Linked DNA regions of Rattus norvegicus: region 2 is linked to region 1. A link is a contact called in public Hi-C data. All regions are on one chromosome and are shown on one strand. Each heading gives the region's core, a stretch centred on a gene start, on an enhancer-like site or on the middle of the called end of the contact. The rest is flanking DNA. Distances are from core to core; before and after follow the strand shown.

Region 1 (3,080 bases), core at 393-2,892:
AAGACAGGTTGGCAAAGGCAGGTGTGGGCAAAAGTAGACTGGAGCCAAGGAGCAGAAGCAGCTCAGGGAACAGCTGGATAGGCCCATCCCCAGTGTGCTGTGGCTTTCACACTGTTACCTCTCCAAAGTGTTGCAAGTGGACTACCAAATCTGTGAGGAGGTGAAGCTGTGGACTGGACAGCATAGCCAACTATTGGAAGGAGACATATCAGCTCTGTACCAGGTGTGCAACTGCGAAGCCCATGGTTTGAACGGCACCTCTGGGCTAGGTTGCAAGCTCTAGGGAGCGTGGGCAGGACACACGGCCTGTGCAGTCTCTGTCTACCCCATTTGTACAGTACAACAGAGATTTGTACGTTCAGTATATTTGTAGTGCCTGTGGAATCAGATGGTAAATGTAACCGTGGGAGAAGGGTCTCACCACCATTCAGAAGCATAGAGAACCAGCGCCTATTCTCAGCCTGGCAAAATCAAATCATAACCTTTCCCACTGTTGCTGATATTTCTTCACCATGCGGAGGGGTGGGTTTCACTGGGGAAAACCAAGTTTGCAGCGTCTGCTGAAGCTAGAGACCTAACTACCAAGGTCTAGAGTGGGGAATCCCAGTCCAGTAGCAGAAGGGAGGGTTGATTATCCAAAACGGTCCATGCCACACAGTGAGAGCAAAGACTAACCACAGAACCCTGCATTCCTATCAGAGAGGATGGTGGGATACCATTTCTATAACATCCCCAAACAAGCTACACAAAAGAATATGTCATTCAGGGAGACAGAATATAAACGGTCACACCCAGAGAAAAGCCAGGCAAGGATGAGCACAGGGAAAGAGTTTGATGGCTGCCTGGGAGAGGATTGAGTAGGGACAATGGGCCTTACCGGGTGAGCTGCACTGGGTCCCCAACAGGCTGTGCCTAGTCAGCGCTCGCCCCCCGCCCCCCCACGACCACCTTTTCTGGTTGCTCTGTTGTGTTCTGCGTGCAGCTGCATGCTTTGGTCTGGATACCTTGCACTGGGTGGCCTTATTTAGAAAGATTCTCTAGGCGACCCAAACCTGGCGCACCCAGCTCTGCAGGCCACCCCCGCGCCCGCGGTCGGCCCGGCGAGGTCTCTTATCTTTCTGGGGTAGTTCTAACACGCACAGCTGCAGAACCGAGTACGGGACGGGACAGTCGTCCCCTGAGCTTAGGCATCCTGGCACGCACCACCGCCTGGGGCCCGCGGCACCTAAGCGATCGGTGCGCAGGCCGAGATGAGCAATAGGACCAGGGCAAGTGCTTCCTCTGGACTCAGTTTACCCTTCCGTGGACGAAAGCTGTATTTCCAGTCTGTGCTCGTCGTAGAGTGCACCGACTCCTGGGACCACCCGGACCACCTCACCCACCCCTACCCTAGTCCAGAGTTTTAAGGCTGATGTGGCCATCGCCCTTTGAAGGCAAGCGGTGGGGCCCGGCGAGCGCGCTCTCGCCGCGGGCCCGAGCGCCCCCTGCCGGCCATCGCAGGTCCCGCCCCGCCCCCCGGCCCCGCCCCCGGCTTCGGCCGGCGCATGCGCGCGGCACGGCGCTCCGCGGGGCGGCGAGAGCGAGGCCGGTCCGCAGCCGCGCGGAGCTCAGCGCCCCATTCATGCTGGGCAGCGGCGACGCAGCCACGCAGCGGAGCGGAGCCCGGGCGCGGCGGCCTCGGCCTGGGCGGCCTGCGCGGCGTGGGCGGCCCCGCAGAGGGGCGAGCGGCGGGGCGCAACGATGGCCAGCGGCGGGACGCGCCCGGGGTTGGCGGGTGAGTCGGGGCGCAACTTTCCCCGCGGGCGGCGGGAGGCTCGTCGCGGCCCGGGGTCCCGAGTGGTCTGGGGGCGCTGGCGGTGGCCAGGGGGGTGTGCGCGGGGACTGCGGCGCGCGTGTCCGCGGCTGGCGTGTCCTGCGGTTCCGGCCGGGCGCCCGCGTGTGTCCGGGCGCGGTCTCCGCTATGGGCTGCCGCGTCCCGGCGGGTCGCAGCGCGTCCGGGGCCCTGCGATCCGGGCGGCGCAATGTCTGTGGCCGCAGTCGCGGCCCCTTCCTCCAGGCAGGAGAGAAAGTTTGCAGTGGCCCCGCGGGAAGGGCCCTGCGGGTGCCCATGTCGGCCTGTGTCGCGCCGGGTCCGACCGGGCCGCGGGTGGGGACGTGGGCCGCAGGCGAACGCCGCGCTGGGCAGGCCCGGGCAGGGCCGCGGGATTCGGGGCAGGTCCCAGGCTGCGCCTCGGGCCGGCCTGGGGCAATGGGGTGGAAGTTGCAAGGCTTCGTGGGGACCCCCGCCCCCTCCGGCTCCGGCGTGCGAGTGGGCGCCACAGCCAGCCCAGGCCCGCAGGCCCTCCACCCGGCTGCAAGGGGCGGTGCGGTGCCACCGGAGAGGACGCCGGCTCTGGCCTCCTCGGCCTCCCCCTGCGCAGGGCCTCCACGGGTCATTCCTTCCCTGGAGGTTTTCCCCCTTGCTTCCTGGACGGTCCCAGGCCTGGTGTGTGGCGAGGACGACGGCGGTGTTGGGCTGACTCTGGCTGCTGTGGGGAAGGGCGAGTGTAGCCTCCAGGGAGGCCCCTCTGCCTGCAGAGACCCCAGATGCAACCCTGGAAGGATATGAGAGGGCTTCTGAGAGGCTACTAGGTGCTTGGAGCTGTCTCAGTCTCATCTGTGGGGTGCTGGGGCCACGCCCCTTGAAAGAAAGGGGTGTGTTGGGGGGGATGGGAAGGAGCTGAGCCTCTGCCCCTCTGCCCCTCTGCCCCTCTGCCAGGCTCCTACCCCTGTCTCTGTCTCCTGGTGCTGCCTACCTCTTCCAGCAGGTGCTGCGGGTCTTCCGTCTCGGCAGGGTGGTGCTATCTTGTGCTTCTCCAGCCCTCCCGGAGCACCCCCAGTTTCCCAGGTCCCTTGCTTGTTGGGGTGAGCAGGAGGATGTGGTGCTGCATTATTAAGCGGGCCAAGAGTCTGCTGGGTTTGGGAAGCACTCAAGCCAGTGCCCTAGGCAGAGGTGCAAAGCAGGGTATCTGCTTCAGGGCTAAGCTGTCAGGCAGTGGGGAGTTGGCAGCTTGGAGCCCACCAAAGGTGTCTTCAGGCAC
Region 2 (3,142 bases), core at 79-2,578, 100 kb before region 1:
ATCCCCACACGGTGCCTGGAATCAGCTAGGGTGACTTGTGTCTCTTCAACCAGTGCATTTGCTTCTGCCAGAGACTCCTGTGAAATGCCTGAGAAGCCCACAGACCTGACCACTTTTGCTGGCAAAAGCCCAATTGGCTGTAACTAACCATGGTCACCCATTGAATTGAAAGAGGGGACAAGTATGCTTTAAGGTCCTGTAGACATCCTCTAGTTCTGCCTTGGTAATGGAACAACTTTGTGCTGAGTATGGCATTTATAGCCTCTGATCTCAATTTTCTTATCCTTGAAGTGAGGTGCTAATCTGCCCATTATTTTATCGTGAGTGATTATTTGTGCAAAGCAAATATCAGAATGCATACTGACATAAGTAATAAGTTCTCTTTAATGTTGTTTTCACCCTGTCCCTCTTTTTAATTTTAAGTACATAGCCATTCATTAATTTCACATCGATTCAAGTTTGTTGTTTCATGGAAGCCTCAGGTGTAGAAGAGAGGTGATGAGGCCACAGGTCATCTGGTGTGAAGGGGAGGTGGTGAGGCTTGGGGAGGGCCACAGGTTGTCTGGTGTGGTGGGGAGGTGGTAAGGCATAAGCAAAGTGTGGCTCCACCTTGTGGAGTCCTTTGGAATAGAGAGAACTGATGCCCATGCTCTAACTTCTGGGCCACAAAGACCTCCCAGTTCTGTAAAACCTCATCTTACTTTCCCAAACTTTTCAGCTGCATGGAGGAAAAAGCCTGTAAACTAGCCTCCAAGACTGAATTTTGGAGAAAACACAAAACTTAGAAATGTTTGTATTCTTCCTGGACTTTGACTTGTTCCCAGCACAGACATCTGTACACATCCTGCTTCCCTGTTCCTGAGCGGTGAACTCTTTCTTCCTCCTTTTCCTCTGATAAAGAAGGGCTGTAAGCAGATTCAAACAGTCCTAATTAGCCTTCTTACTAACACACAAAGCCTACCTGACCTAGGCACGGGTATCCTTGTTTCTTGGGGTGTCGATCAGTGTATTCATAATGTTTTCATTTGCTAGTGACAATCCCGTGGGAGTACATTGACAAAGCCACCTCAGAAAAACTAAGGTCCAGGTCTGTTACAACCAGGTGTGGACATACCTAGTGGTACAGCAGATTCTCCAGAAGAAACCATGTGCTCAGGAAAACCTCAGACCACAATCATGGAATCCTGATACCTTCTGCTGCTTTGTCCCTTCTCCTGGGACCTGGGGCCCTCCCACAGATTGTAGCGCACACAACACATACCATGTTGACTAATCCATGCTAGTGTCTATGGCTTCCCCCTTCTTTCTGTAAAAGCTGTTGAGCACAGTCCTGATTAGTGTCATTCAGAAAGGGTGATTCATCATTAGGGCCAGGAATGCAGTGCTGGGCATATAATAGGGGCTTAGTAAATATTTTCCAGAGTAAAGAGAGGGAAGTATGTGCACATAAACAGGAAACAAATGCATTCGGGTTTCTGGAGGGGAAGAAGAGAGCTTTGCCAAGAAGACTGTTTAGTAGAAGTAGTGTTTGGAGAATGACCAAGATGGCCATGGCAGCCTAAAAGGTGGAGGCCCAGCCTCCTCAGCAGAGGTGTTCCACACACAGGCCATGGTAATATGCTGAATAGACATATTAGCATCTGATCTTGGGGGACCTCACTGAAAATGTGGCCTTCGATAGTTTTAAAGTCTGCACGGCCTGAAAGCTGGAGAGAGATTTGAGCTTGAAAGCCCTGGAGAATAATGGTACCATTTAGGGAAAGAAAGTTATGTGAGCTGCTGCTTTTGGGGCAGTGATGAGCCTAATTCTAGACATGTGGGTATGAGGCAGAATGACCAGTGAGAAGTGTTAAGCAAGAGGAGTGGGTCCCACAAGACAATAGTCAGTCTGATTTTGTGAACCTGCACCATGTGCCAGGCCCCTTTCATAAGTTATCACTGATCCTGGCTTCAGCCCTGCAAGCTAGATTATATTACATGTGTTCTACAAATGAAAGAACTCAGAAACAGGCTGAGCAAGCTGCCAGAAGCCGTGCAGCTGATAGATGGAGTCTGCTCCTTCTACCACACCATGCTGCCTCTCTATATCAGCTTGGAAGAGAATGTGGGAAGCAGGCCGGATGCCGTGGGGGCAGAGAGCATAGACCCAAGAAAGCCTGTGTAGCAGGACTTGTGAGCCACACCCAGGGAGCCTTGTCAGTTCCCCTCTGAAGACAAGCTAACACTGGGCTTTATAGGGGTGAGGTAGGCATGTGAGGAGGAAAGGCCTGGGCTGGAGAGATAGCTCAGTGGTGAAGAGCACTGACTGCTCTTTCAGAATTCCTGAGTTCAAATTCCAGCAACCACATAGTTGCTCACAACCATCTTAAGTGAGATCTGATGCTCTCTTCTGCTGTGTCTGAAGACAGCTACAGTTTGCTTATAATAAACAAACCAACAAACCTTTGAAAAAATATATTGGTAGTTAGGAGTAGAAAACCAGTATATCAGAAAGGAGCCCTCCCGTCACCTTTTGGAGAGGGATCTGGCAGAAGCTAGTCCCGAGTCAGAGGCAGGCATGCCAACAAATGGCCACAGGTTCTCTAGGAGTGAAGATTTCAGGCCACATGGTGGGAAAGCTGCTGCTGCAAGAACAGCTGCACAGGCATGTCCATTAGACACCTCTGCTGAGTACAGGAGGCCTATCCTGTGTCACAGCCCAGAGATGCCACCGAGATGCAGAGCAGGGCACTTTTGTAGAGATGAAACAAGTGACAAGGACTCCCAGAGAGAAGCCTTGAGAGAGGCCAGAGTGGTGGGGATACAGCATAGTGATCTGAAATTAAAACAGTGGCAAATGGGGACATCAGCCCCAAGGACAGGAACTGCCTCCAGAGCAAGTGAGAACATGTGTTACCCACTGAGCAAAGGAGACATCTGAAAAAAATTTGAAGCCAGAAGTCTTTTACCTCAGTACCAGACTGGGAGCTAGAGCAGTTGCCTGCCTCCTGTTCCACTGGTGCCTTGTTTTGATCACAGCACCTCACATTTATGTATTCTCAGAAGCTGTGAGTGGGAATGGATTAGTACATTGTTTAGAAATGCCTGAGCACCAAAGAGACAGATGATGCAGTGGACTGGGGACCTGTGCCATGTGTCCTCT

The links. Hi-C and Micro-C count contacts between places; a contact is called where the count stands out from the background.
Region 2: a contact with region 1 is called in a Hi-C map of Schwann cells, with 4 times the contacts expected there. The contact joins the enhancer-like site here to the promoter of Plxna1 in region 1. A contact is called at or near these places in 8 of 12 Hi-C or Micro-C datasets (the A7r5 cell line, the Rat2 cell line, Schwann cells and 5 more).

What each region holds. Positions count from the first base shown.
Region 1 is chr4:123,338,694-123,341,773 of GRCr8, reverse strand. It overlaps Plxna1 (plexin A1), which reads left to right and starts at 1,642. Exons shown (of 32, transcript XM_002729398.6): 1 at 1,642-1,774.
Region 2 is chr4:123,440,232-123,443,373 of GRCr8, reverse strand. All of the region lies in intron 5 of Chchd6 (coiled-coil-helix-coiled-coil-helix domain containing 6), which reads left to right. Among named protein-coding and RNA genes, the nearest start is that of Plxna1, 100 kb to the right of the region's middle. Within about 2 kb of position 1,328, at least 6 of the 93 cell types and tissues checked have an H3K27ac peak or open chromatin away from gene starts, as enhancers often do. A contact at or near this core is called in Schwann cells, where this site is marked.